Regions from separate parts of the Sus scrofa genome. Here region 1 is linked to region 2. Evidence: chromatin contacts called from public Hi-C data. All regions are on one chromosome and are shown on one strand. The core of a region is the stretch at or near the end of the contact, and the rest is flanking DNA. Distances in the headings are between cores, read along the strand shown.

Region 1 (6,992 bases), core at 709-3,208, 340 kb after region 2:
CACTCCTGGAACGGCCATGCCCTCTCCCCGCTCTGAACTTTTGCTCTTGGGCTAATCCCAGGAGCTAGAACACTTTGTCTCTCTTCTTTCCCTGGCTAACTCCAGGAAGACAACTGAACAGAACAGTTAGAGCCTGGATTGGAATCCTGGATCTATCCACCCTTTACCTCTAGCATGACCTTGGCAGACTATTTAACCTCTCAAAGTCACATGTTCATCACCTATTCAATGTGGTTAACAACAGTAGCTACATCCCAAAGGTGTTGCCATGATTAAATGAGATAATACACAGAAAGCAAATGGGACGCTGCCTGACACAGGCAAAGCTTCAATAATTGTTAGCTGGTATTACTGTCGTCGCAGTGCTGCGGTAGAGATAAAGCAGGGCCTGAACACACAGAAGAACAGTTAATATAACCTTGGGAGGTCTGAGAAGATTGAAGGAATTGCCTCTTCTTCTGTGTGCTCATAGCCCCTGGCTTATCTCTGCCACAGGACTATAAAATATATTTTAATTGTAGCATCCATGAGGATGCAGGTTTGATCACTGGCCTCACTCAGTGGGTTAAGGATCCAGTGTTGCCATGAGCTGTGGTGTAGGTCGCAGACACAGCTTGGATCCCACATTGCTGTGGCTGTGGCATAAGCTGGTAGCTGCAGCTCTGATCTGATCCCTAGGCTAGGAACCTCCATATGCCCTGGGTGCGGTGCTAAAAAGACTATATATATATATATATATATATATATATATATAAATTGAATATTTACGTATCTCTCCACCATGGAAAGGCTGGGAGGGTAGGTGCCATGTCTCATTTATATTTGTATTCATAACACATAACATAGTGACTGGCTTTGTAAAAACTCAATAATGCTGAGTGAATGAGGGAACGTGCTAAATTTAACTGCAGGGCCAGCTTCTGCTCAGAGGCTTGTGGCTCTCCTCCACCCCAGACAAAGTAAGTCATCCCCTTTTATTTCCCACTGCGGCCAAGCCTCCTACATTTCAGTCATATTTACTTGGGCAATATCCCACTCCCCCACTAGACTGTAAGTGCCCTGAGAGAAGCCACTCCATCTGTAGGACCTATCCCAGTGTTTATTTGCTAAAAGGATGCCTGAACAGGCTGAGAGTGCTCTCTGACTCCTAGGAACTCTGTGACTGAACTGCCCAAGGCACTGACATGGGCCTTGAGTGGGTGACCAGGCCTTGCTCACACTTCCTGCTTCCCTCCAGAACCCCCTGCTTGCCCAGCTCAAAGACTCGACTCTCTGTGTGGCAAAGCTCTGGAATCTGGCTGCTAAACTCCGAAGACAGGAAGACAGAGAGGCCAGGGAGTCATTTGAAATGACTGTCCTGAGCTCCCGTTTCATCATGTGTATGCACTTAGTGACACATCAGGAAATTTTTTTCCAGCAGCGAGTTTTTTTTCCTCCGTCCACTTGTGGACATGTTGAAAGATCACACATAGGTTTTCAATGAAGTCACTGACAATCAGGGGAAGCCAGCAGCCACAGCTGGTGGGTCCGAGTCTCACCCCCCCCCCCAGGGGGGACAATTTAATCTCTTGGCCTCACATTGGGAAAGCAGTCTGAGGAAGGTAAAGACTCTGTTAACCTTTTTTTTGAAGAAAGAAAGATCAAGAGTAACAAGAAGAAACTGTATGACTTGAGGCAGCTGCTGCTGTTACTAAAAAGTAAGAAAGGAGGTGGGAGGGGCCTTAGCCCGTGGATGACAGGAGGCTTGTTATCAGCGGCCAGGGTGGCCGGGACTGGTGCTCCTGGGAGAATATCACTTCCTTTGTGGAGTAAGATAGGAGAAGATTTCTAGCCCCCACGGAGCAGCGTAGGGAGTCTGGGGTTTGGGGACACTTTCTGATTCAGGATGCCTGGATTCAAACAATGTCAGTATCGCTTGTGAGGCTCGTAAGCGATGAGTAACAGGAGAGGGATGATTCATAGGCCAGGGAACCCTGGAAGCAGTCAGTAAAGTCTTGAAAGATGCAGGCAGCGGTGTAGCACAGCTGTTGGTCTTGCCACTTGTGGATTCGGGGTGGGTGGGGGGAGCCATTCCAATGAGCCAGCAGTTCTCATCCTGACTGCTTGCACCACAGCCATGATTTCACCCCATAGAGCCTCTTCCGAAAAGCAAATCAAAAAGAGGTTCAGAGACTGTGGAGGGCCCCGATGCTCACATTTCCTGCTGAATCCAGAGGTCTACATGCTTGACTAGGATTCCCTGATCATATTTTTGTCCATCAGCCAATTAAAAGAGTGCATCATTCAAAAGGAAAGCTTAATTGCCTCTGAAACTAGGACATTTCGTACTCAAAAGGAATAGCTGACCGGGAGCAATGACCACCTCTATGGTTACATGTAATGAGACCGAAATGCTATCAGAACGTACTGATCAGCTCTCAGAGCTTTTCAACACCACATTCACAAAGATAAATAAGGTGCAGTCACCGACCTTGAGGAACTCATCAGGAACAAGGTGGAGAGAGCCACATAAACAGGGGATTACGACACAGTGGCGTATGTGCTACAGTGAAGTTTATGCCTACTGTGAACACTGAGACTGAGGAGAGGAGGGATGAGGAATAAAGAAGCCAGAAAGGACGGAGGGCAACAATAAGAAAGAAGAGATCAGGGAGCTCCTGTTGTGGCAAAGAGGAAACGAAGCCAACTAGGAAGCATGAGGTTGCAGGTTCGATCCCTGGCCTTGCTCAGTGGGTTAAGGATCCAGCATTGTCGTGAGCTGTGGTGTAGGTCACAGACGTGGCTCAGATCCTGCGTAGCTGTGGCTCTGGTGTAGGCCGGCAGCTACAGCTCCGATTAGACGCCTAGCCTGGGAACCTCCAAATGCCACGGGGGCAGCCCAAGAAATCACAAAAAGATAACAAAAAAAAAGAAAAAGAAAGAAAACAGAGTAATACCAAAAGACAATGGATTGTATACTAACATTACTATATAATCCATTATCTTTCAATTGTACTCATACACATGAATAATAGAGCATATACATATGTGTGATATACATGTATATATAATAAAGTAATATATATGGTTGGGGCATCACATGATGATAAAACAATCTACAGGAAAATAGTAATCCTAAATATATATGCACTAAAGAACAAACCCTCAAAACATATAAAACAAAAACTCATAAAGCTGAAAGAAGAACTGTAGTTGAGGACTCTTAACACTTTACTCATAGAAAGTAACAGAACTACCAGACAGAAAATCAGCAAAGTTATAGAATGGAGCAATACAACCAAACAGTAAAATCTAATTGACATATACAGAACAATCTACCCAACAATAGTAGAATACACATTTTTTTTTCAAGAAATCATAGGACATTTACTAAGATAGACATATTCTGGGCCATAAAACAAGCCTCAACAAATTTTAAAGAACTGAAATTATAAAAGTATATTATTTAACCATAATGGAGGTGAACTAAATTCAATAACAGAACAAACAGCAGGAAAATCTCAAGATACCTTGAAATTAAAACACGTATTTCTAAATAGCCCATGGTTTACAGAGGAAGCCTCAAAGGATTAAAAAAAAAAAAAAAAGCACACAGGACTAAATGAAAATACAACATATCAAAATACGTGGGGTGCATCTTAAGCCATGATGAGAAAGTAATTTATAGCACCTAAGACATCAGAAAAGATAATAGGTCTCAAATAAATAATTACATCAAAAAAACCCTAGAAAAATAAGTGCAATATAAACACAAATCAAGAAGAAAAAATAAAATATCAGAGATAAGAGCAGAAATAAATATAACCAAAAATGGGAAGACAATAAAGAAAAATCAGTGAAACAAAAAGCGGGCTTCTTCAATAAAGTTAATAAACCTCTAGCAGGACTGACAAAGACTAAGATGAAAATACATAAATCACCAAGATCAGGCATAGAACAGAGGATATTACTATAGATCCTATGGCCATTAAAAGAATCATATGAGAGCAATACAAATAACTTTATGCTCATAAACTTGACAACATTAAAGAAATGGACCAATTCCTCAAAATTCACAAGGTACCATCATTCAAACAAGATTTAATAGATTCCTGAAGAGGCCTATAACCATTAAAAAAGTTTAATCTGTAATATAAAGCTCCCCAAAAAGAAATCTTCAGCCCCAGATGGTTTCGGTGAAGAAATTTACCAAACATTTATAGAAGAATTAACACCACATTTACACAATCCCTTCCAATAAACAGAAGAGAAAGTAACCCTTCCCAACTTATTTTATGTATCATTACCATGACACTAAACCACAAAAGGGATTGTGTAAGAAAAAGATAACTACATACCAGCATCTCTCATACATTTAGTTGCAAAATTTTTCAATAAGTACTAGTAAATTGAATCCAGCAATATCTAAAAAGAATTACATGTCGTGATCAACTGGGATGTATTCCAGGCATGTAAGACCTAGTTCAATATTCAAAAACCAATTAACATAATCCACCATATCAACAGACTAAAGGAGAAAAGGTATATGATCCTATAAATTGATGAGAAAAAGCATTTGACAAAATTCAGGACTCACTGATGATAAAAAAAATTCTCAACAAATTAGGAATAGAAGGGAATTACCTTAATTTGATAAAGAAAATAAACCAAAAAACTCTGCGGCTAACATTGTACTTCAAGGCGAAAGACTGAATATTTTACCTCTAAGATCAGAAACAAGGCAAAGATATCTATTCTCACCATTCTTATTCAACACAGCAGTGGAAATTCAAGCCAACCCTTATTCCGTCTATCTAAAACAGGCCTTGTGCTGGCAATAGGGTTGAGAGCCAGCAGTTATCACAGAAAAGAGATGCACACACCTGTGGAAAATGGCAAGTGAGCAGAACATCCGAGTTGTATGAAAGAACAGAGGTGTAGGGGGTGGGAGGTTTGAGCAGGTGTCAACAAAGTGGAAAGACCTTCAGAATTATTTCTCCCCCCATTTGGTAAAAAACAGAGGAGTCATGAAGTGCGTGTCCCAGGTTTCAAGTCCCCCACCCCCCATCCCCACCAAACTGTCCCATGAGTCACAGCAGCAAAACGGCATTCTGCACAGCACAGCAGAAGCAGTGGCTCTTTGCACCTAAAGAGCAATTTTCATTTTATCAGGCCAGCTGGAGCTTGTTTTTGAGTCTGTTGGAAAGATAGGAAGCTTTCAAACAGGAAGTTGGGATAGGGTTACAATGACAAATCTGTAATTTTGTTCATGACTTTAGAGCAGAGGAATGTTCTGCTGTCAAACTGCATTGCGACAACCAAGTTTAGCATATATGTGTTTAGGCCAATTTGGCTGCTTGGAGCTGGTTCTGATTCTTAAAGTTTGAGTGTTATCTTTGTTTCGCCCTTCAAAAAAAACAAAAAACAAAAAACCCATTCCCTGATATAGTGAAGCTCTCCCTGGGACAGTCCTCAGGATCCCATTTCAATATTTCAAGCTCAAACTTCTTTTAACTGAACTCCCAACCCCCTAAGTTTTTGAGAAATCTCTCACCCTCTCTCTGCCTCCTCACATATTCCAGTCACCAACTTCTGGCATTTTTGCTTTAGAAATGGTTCTCTCTCTTTATTATTATTATTATTTTTTTTCCTTCTTAGGGCCATACCTGCAGCATAGGAAGTTTAGGAAGTTCCCAGGCTAGGGGGCCAATCAGAGCTGCAGCTATTGGCCTACACCACAGCCACAGCAACACTGGATCCCAGCCACATCTGCAACCTATGTTGCAACCTGCAGCAACGCCAGATCCTTAACCCTCTGAGGCCAGGGAATGAACCCTCACAAACACTATGTCATGTTCTTAACCCACTGGGCCACAAGGAGAACTCCAGAAACGGTTCTTAAAGGCAGGATTCATTCCCCATTAGCAAATGCATGACCCCAGTTCAGAGCCTCACCACCTCTCATCTGGACCAGTGCACCAGTTTCCTGACTCATCTCCCTGACTCAGTCTCCACTTGTAACCTTTCTCCACCTGGTTGCCAGCATGACCTTCCCAGGACACTAATTGCATCAAGCCATTTCCCTGTTTACATCAGTCCTGGTGGTTCCTCATCCTCAACCGTGCCCCTCAAATGGGGCCCACAGCCGGCCTTTGCTCCTGCTCATAATAAGAGAGTGACACCTAGAGACACTCAACATGCCATGGTATCCTCCTTCCACTCCGCCAAAGACTGGAGGATAAAAACCAACCATGGTTCTTCACCATAGATGGTTCAAGAAGCCCGATGCTGCAGAGACTTCACCCCCAATCCTTCATTATCTGGCCTGTGTCTGTGGTTCTCCTGACATCTTCCAGACTCTCATACCTTCCCCTCTTGTGTGAAGTGCCTTGACAGTTCTCCAAGCATTAGGCACCTATGAATTCTTTCTGAAATGCCCTTCCTTGCCTTGTCTATCTGGGGACTTCATGTTATCTTTACTCTTCTGCTAAAACAACTTCTGTGAAGCCATATCTGACACCATCTTTCAACTTCCAACACAGATATACTTTCCTTGCGTCCTTCTGCACTACCCAGCACATTCATTTGAGAAGCATTTTTGCAATGCCCAATCCAAGACGAATGGAATAAGATTAAATACCTGCCATCAAATGAGTCTCATGAATTTTCTGTGTATCGTCTCCTTGGAGACAGTGGCCATGTCTGAAATATCTTTGTGTCTCTAAAGACTCTGTGCTGCGAGCATATTGGGAACTGAGGTAATGATGCATTTGGAATTAAGGTGATAATAATGGATGAGACATCTTTCACCAGCTTGGTTAACCTGTCTGGACTCTCATTTCTCCTTTAATCCATGTCAGATCTGGACTGTAGGACACCCTTTTAAACTCAAATCTTGTGCTTTAGAGCCAGGGAATTCACATTACTGGAACTCAGCTTCTCCAGATTCCCTTAGAAAATGGCCCTTATCTGCTCCGTCTCCACCGCACAGCAGTTCCTCAGACTCTAAACAC
Region 2 (6,638 bases), core at 707-3,206:
GCCCTGCAAGGGGATCTGGGATCGAGTGCAGAGCTGAGTGGCCTGAGTGCTTCTCAGATAAGCAGAGAGAAGCTGGCACTTTAAATAGACACCCCTTCCTTCTACTAGGAACTGTTTTCTACCAGTCTGTGGCTGTGAATTTATTGTTTCTATTCTTGTTCCTGTTTCTTTCGATCTCTGGGTCTCAGTGTTCTTGCCTCTGCAATAGAGTGGTTGCTATGGAGGTCTTTCTGGCCTTGGCATTCTATAAGTGTGCTTTATGGAGTTAGGACTCAAGCTTTAATGAGTTACAATTCACAGAGCATTTTATTCAGATCTACCGTGTTCACAAAAGTAGGTGATGATTTCAATACCTATTAGCCTCCCATTGGCGTCCTCTACTGTTCTAAGCAAGCGTGAGATCCTGGTGAATCCTGAAGCTCACACCTCCTGCTTTCTGCTCCCTCAGGCCTTGCTGTCTTTGGAAGACCAAGATATTCAGAGGAGAGGGGGGTGGTCTCAAAGCTGATGGTAGGGCTTTCAGAAATGCAGGGGAGCCTGTTTGATCACAAGCAGCCTTTGCAGGACCGCCAATATCATCACCAAATGCCAGGTCACCCAGTGCACTTACTATTTATTCTACAAATATGTACTAAGCAACTCAATATGAGATGCATTGGGTTAGGTGCTGGAGAATCAGAAATAGAAAATGATCCCTGTCTTCTAGAAATACACAGATTCATAAGGAGATGGGCAGTTAAGCTATTTCAGTGTAGTAGTGAGATGTGTGAATTAAGAAAGCTGCTTTTTCTTGGAAGACTCCATCTTGGGGCGTTGGAAAGGGCTTCTCAGAAGAGCTATGAGGACTACCTGATGGAAGGTGGGAAGGAATCTTCTCGGCAGAGACAGAGGAGATGACAACATCAGGTGGAGAAGCCTTAGTTCACAAAGGTACAGCGTTCAGTTTGGTATCCCCTGGGAATGGTGACAAATATAAGATGATTTTGTGGTGACATCAGGGAAGGGAGAAGATGAAGAGGAGAGTGGAGATGATTCTGGGGGAGCAGGTTGAAACTGGATTGAGAAGGGTCTTTTATGCCAGGTTAATGGGCTTGGATTCCATTCTACACCCACAGGTGGAGATTCCGATTAATGTGGGGTGTGTGCATGCATGCGACATAGTCAGGTGTGATATTTAGGAAGACAGTGGTGTCTAGGGAAGGATGGAGAATGTAAATGAGAGAAGCATGACGGAATACAGCTTCTGGGGAACTGTGAACATTCTGGCAGCTACACTGCTGATGAGTAAAGGGGAGACAAGCTTTGGAAAAGTATGCCGGGACTGATCAGTGGAAGGCTGTATAAGGAGTTTGTATCAATAGATACAGCTAGTGGATGCTCCTCATAGCTTTTTTCCTGTGATTTACATGACAGTGATTAATGGAGAACCTACACGGAGCTTTGCCTGGCACTGCGTAGTGTGAAATGAAGTAGCTGAAGCTGAGACTTTTCTAGAAGAGGCCACTTTCCCACCTCTTGTACACGCTTATGGCTAAAGTCCTTTCGTGCCTCAAGGAGTGTGCAGTTGGTTTTCTCAGCGTCTGTGGCCTTGACAATCTTCTGGCTTCTCAGAGCCTCCTTAAGCCACTCAGAGCAGGAAAGCTGATCTTGTGTCTGGCTCCACCACCACTGGAGAGAAGTTCAAATCTATTTTCCACTAACAGGTTCCACAGAGCTGCGCTCCTGAATGTAACAAGGACACGAGGGCCGGTATGAAACCCAGAGCTCTGGAGGGAAGAGTGCATATATGCATAACTGAAGAAACAGAATTTTTCTATCTTCTTCCCACTGGCAACATATCTGAAAGCCTTGACTCAGCATTCATTGGTTTCAATGCTCACGCCTGTCCATCCCTCTCGGCGGGGGTTGATTTCATCGCTGGCTTGCTTTCACAATGTGACTGTGGGATCTTGGTGCCTAATTCCTTCTAAGTTCCATTTCAGGGTGGAAGAGCAAGAACAAGCTCTAACCAGTAGACGGCCCAGTGACTCAGGAGCTTAAGCATTTAACCAATTAGTAAAGAAAAATGTGGCAAAGATTTGCAGTTAATAAGAATGAAAGAAGAATCACTGGGGCCTAAATTATGCAAGCTTTTATTTCCTCTTGGGACCATATTAGAACTTTGGGAGAAGAAAGGCTACCTTTACCTTTGAGGAATTTTCAGAGCTTTGTTTTTTTTCTTTCTATTGGTGACTCATAGAGGGAAGGATTTCAACACCTCAGAAAAATGCCTCATCACTTCCTCTTGTGAAATCTGGGTGCTTTTGAATGAATCCATGTAAGGAATGTGGATTTCCATGTGTGATGCTGAGGGCCCTTTCTCATTTTAGAACAAACCTGGTACCCAGCGGAGATGCTGGTTAGAAGTCACAGAGCACTTGCGTTCTGGGGAAGGATTTAATCATCCTTGGAAATCAGGAAAATGCAATAATTTAAAGCACAGTCTTTTGTCAGGTGGGTTCAAATCCCAGCTCGACCTCTTTCTAGTTATAGGATTATCCCCTCTGAGCTCAGTGTTCTCATCTCTAAAATGGGACCACTTAGGTCTACTTCTCAGGAGTTTCTAAGGATGAAATAACAACATATGAAAAATATTTATTTTAGTGTCGGGTACACAGTAATCATTCAATGTCGTGGCTATTACTATTAACCAAAATAAAAGTAGAAAATGCACACATATTGTTTTGTTAATATTTATAGCAGAATCTTCTCTAAATAAAGGGAAATTTGATTTCTACCTGTATTAGGTGACAATGGTAGGTTAAAAAAGTTATCTTATGAATGTTTTCTAATTTTATAGAGGGTTGCTATTTTAATACTTTATTTTTACACCTGTGTTATTTAGTTTTTATTCTTCTAACCTTATTTCAGAAAAAATTTTAAAGTAGCTTATAAATCTATAAACAAAACAAGATAAACTAAATTATTTTTTTTTCACCTACAATCTTTTTTTCACCCATAATCTTAGCAATATTTTTTTTCTTCTTGGCCACTCCCACAGCATGTGGAAGTTCCTAGGCCAGGGATCAAACCCACATCGCAGCAGTGACCTGAGCCACTGTAGTGACAATACCAGATCCTTAACCTACTGTACCACAAGGGAACTCCCTTAGCAACATTTTTAAAAGCTGTATTATTCCCAGATTGACATATAGGAGTTACTCAGTATTTACTGAGTTTAATTTAAATGAGAGGGAGAGAGGAAAGAAAATTCAATGAATGTTTCTCTTTGAGGCCATTTTTCTTTCTTTGTCAACATATTTTTCTTAAATTTGACCATTATATGGATTTGAAACAGAAATAACCAGATTTATTTTTCTTATTTAATATTCACATCATTTAATATTAAAATAAATTTAATCCACTTTAAAATTAATGTTGACAATTTAATTGTTTTGAATTGGCACTAAATTCATGTTTCAAAATTGGAAAGATAGGAAGCATGGAGGGAAATTTTTGTGTGTGTGTGTGTATGTTTCTTTTTAGGGCTGTACCTGCAGCAACTGGAAGATCTTGGGCTAGGGGTGAAACTGGAGCTGCAGCTGCCTGCCTTCACCACAGCCATAGCAATGTGGGATCTGAGCCACATCTGCAACCTGCATCACAGCAATGCCAATCCTTAACCCAATGAACAAGGCCAAGGATTGAACCTGCATCCTCACGGACACTATGCCAGGTTCTTAACCCACTGAGCCACAACGGGAACTCCATAATTTATTATTTTAATCCACTGACCAACGCTTGGCCTTTGGTCTTAGAGATTTATGGGTTTAATCACAAGATTCTTCTCCTAAGGGGCTTGGTGGTTTGTTTAATTTCTCCAAGATCAGTTTCTAACTCCACAAGTGAATGAGATTCTTTGCAGAGAAGTTATGAGGTTTAAATGAGGAGAGTGTGCAACCCTGTGTACATAGTACGATTTCAGCGAGTACGACATTCCGTCAACTTCTGTGCACTTCGGTCTTTGGACTGTAAGCTTTTATTTTTACGTGCTTTAGTGACCTGCGTGTATCTATAAAATATGCAGACTGTGCATTTAAAAAAGGAGAGAAATACTGAGGCATGCCTTCCTCCTTCATCTCCAGTGTGGCTACAGGGAAGCTGATGCATTCATTCATTCATGATCCATGGCCTGGGGCCTTCTGTGTATTCTTCGCTGCCGTGAGTTTCTTACCCACCCCCACAAGGTCCTTATTCTTATCCACTAACCACCAATGCCACCGACTGCAGAAAATAATTTGCCAAATGGATCAGGGATTAGATTTCCCTCAATTCAAGCCCTCCTTTTTCCTACACACATAATAGACTCTACAGTGTGTTGGTTACATGTGTGTTAGCTTTGGAAGTATATATATCATCCTCAGTTGGAATCTGGACTTTGTCACTTTCTAGGTAACTAATCTCAGGTGCCTAACTCACTATTTCTAAAACTTAGTTTTCTTACCTAGAAATTACACTAGAAATACCTCCATCACTGAGATGTTTGAGGATGAAAGAAAAAACATAAGAAAAGTACCTGATATGTGGCAAGTGACCAATAAACTATGGCTTTTGTAATTATTATTCTGACACATGGAAGAGGCCTAGATACTTCTCCACTCAGCAAAATGGCAAACGGTCTTAAGATAGGCACATCAGCTAGTGCTTTGTAATGGTGCTTGATGATAAACAGCATAACCCCCATTCCACTTGATGATCTTAAATGCATCTCTAGATAAGCATTGACTATTCCCATTCGTGATAACTGCGCCAAAAACTAACCATTGGGGTGGACCTGCTCCTACATTAAAGAAGAGTAGATTAATTCTATTAGCAAATTTAGCTTCTTCATTATACGATGCTTTTCTTTTTTTTTTCTTTTTTTTAATTTCCCTTTCTCACTCTCTCCCTTTGTTCTTTCACAATTTTATGTCTCTTGTAATGAATTAACAATAGACCAGGTCTGCTATCAATGAAGACACAAGGGGGAGAACAAAATCATTCTTCATCAGATGGCATCCGCACCCCTGGATCAGCACTAGACTACATGCTCTCATTTCATCTTCACAGCAGCCCTGGAGCTATGAGTTGCCCAGACAGGGTAACCAAGTCGTCCAAAGTCACACAGCTAACAGCATATCTGTGCTTCCAGTGTAAGTCTGTGCAATTCCAAATGTGAATGGTGGAGGCGGGGGTCATGTGTAAGTGTGTGTGTCTGTGTGCACAGAAAATTCCAAACATCACAGCTTTCCTATAGACACTAGACTCGCTCATTGGCTGACTGTGATTGTGTCCCTCATCCCAAACTCCACTTTGCTCTTAGTTTAATTTCGGAAACTGAGAAAGCTTCGAGGACCACTTGCCTTTGCTGCTCTTCCCTTTGCTCTGAGGACTGGGTGATAATCTTATCCTCCCCATAGGGCTTTTAGTCTCGTCTTCTGCTGAGGAACCCTGATGTGTGCCTGTCTCATCACCAAACAAGCCCAACAGCATCACTGGTACCCAACAAATGTCAGTGTGATAAAGAAATGGATGAGTGAATGAGAGTGAAGGAGAGTAGCTCGGGTCAGGTCATCTCTACCTTGGTCTTTGTCTTGTTCTTCTGGGTTTTTGCTATTGGCTTTGAGCAGAAGCCCCAAACCCCTCTTTGGCTTTCCTATTTTAATATTCACTCTCTCCCCCACTTCTGCACCATACATACACAAAGATGTGGAGGACAAAGGCTGACCTGTGCGTGCAGGTTTCAGGACGTCCACTGGGTGGTTTTTTAGAAGTGGAACCATAGGGATTGAACTAGATCTTTCTGGGGAGATATGGACACAGGCTTTAAATGGAAAGGTTCAAAATTCAGGGGACTAGAAGAACAGGGCTCTGAAGGTAGGTGGCAATAAATACTTTGGCCAGGAACTAAAGTAATCTTCCATGTAGTCTTCTATGTTTTATTGGAGTTCCACACCGGAGCTAACAATCCAGCTAATATGTATGACTTTTCTTTGTTCTCGGAGATAAATGGGAAGCGGTAGTCATGGACATGGGCAGGATTCAGACATGTAACATGTTCCTGGCTGAGCACCATATCATTCTACGCTGGCATCTCAATCTCACCATCACCCTCAAAAGTGACTTGTCTCAACAGTATTTCTCAATTTCACTGAAGCCATGAGAGGATCCCATTCCCCAAGTCTAGGTCCTCATCTCATTTCCCATGAGATGGTGTTAGGTCTTAATCTGTGGGGTTTTTGGAGAGGAGGAGTTAAGGTATTGATCCCATCCACTAGATGATTTGGGTCTCAAAGTGATTACTAAATGTTACTCATTTTGACACTTTCTTGGAGGGAAACTTCTTGGGCTTTGCCCCATCTCCACTGCATGCCTCCCCCACCCCCCAGATATCCAGGTTTGGAAAACCATACTAAAGAAGAAGTCAATTAGTTCTCTTATGGCTCTCATGATCTCATGATGTGATTCCTGGAAATTGCTGATTCATCAAATTCACCTTCATCAGGTGTATTTTTAGCAGTTATCCCATCATCAGTGCCCCCAAAATCCTTCAGGTTCAGGATCACTAGTGCCAATAAATATACTAAGATGAAAGCATGCTAAGTTTGCAGAGAATGCTG

What was found. A called contact is a pair of places that touch in the nucleus more often than the background predicts.
Region 1: a Hi-C map of fibroblasts shows a contact between it and region 2, with 2.5 times the contacts expected there. The contact joins two enhancer-like sites. A contact is called at or near these places in 2 of 47 Hi-C or Micro-C datasets (adipocytes and fibroblasts).

What each region holds. Positions count from the first base shown.
Region 1 is chr4:13,222,228-13,229,219 of Sscrofa11.1, forward strand. No RefSeq gene overlaps it. Among named protein-coding and RNA genes, the nearest start is that of FAM84B, 220 kb to the right of the region's middle. Within about 2 kb of position 1,959, at least 16 of the 83 cell types and tissues checked have an H3K27ac peak or open chromatin away from gene starts, as enhancers often do.
Region 2 is chr4:12,885,830-12,892,467 of Sscrofa11.1, forward strand. No RefSeq gene overlaps it. Among named protein-coding and RNA genes, the nearest start is that of MYC, 430 kb to the left of the region's middle. Within about 2 kb of position 1,957, at least 22 of the 83 cell types and tissues checked have an H3K27ac peak or open chromatin away from gene starts, as enhancers often do.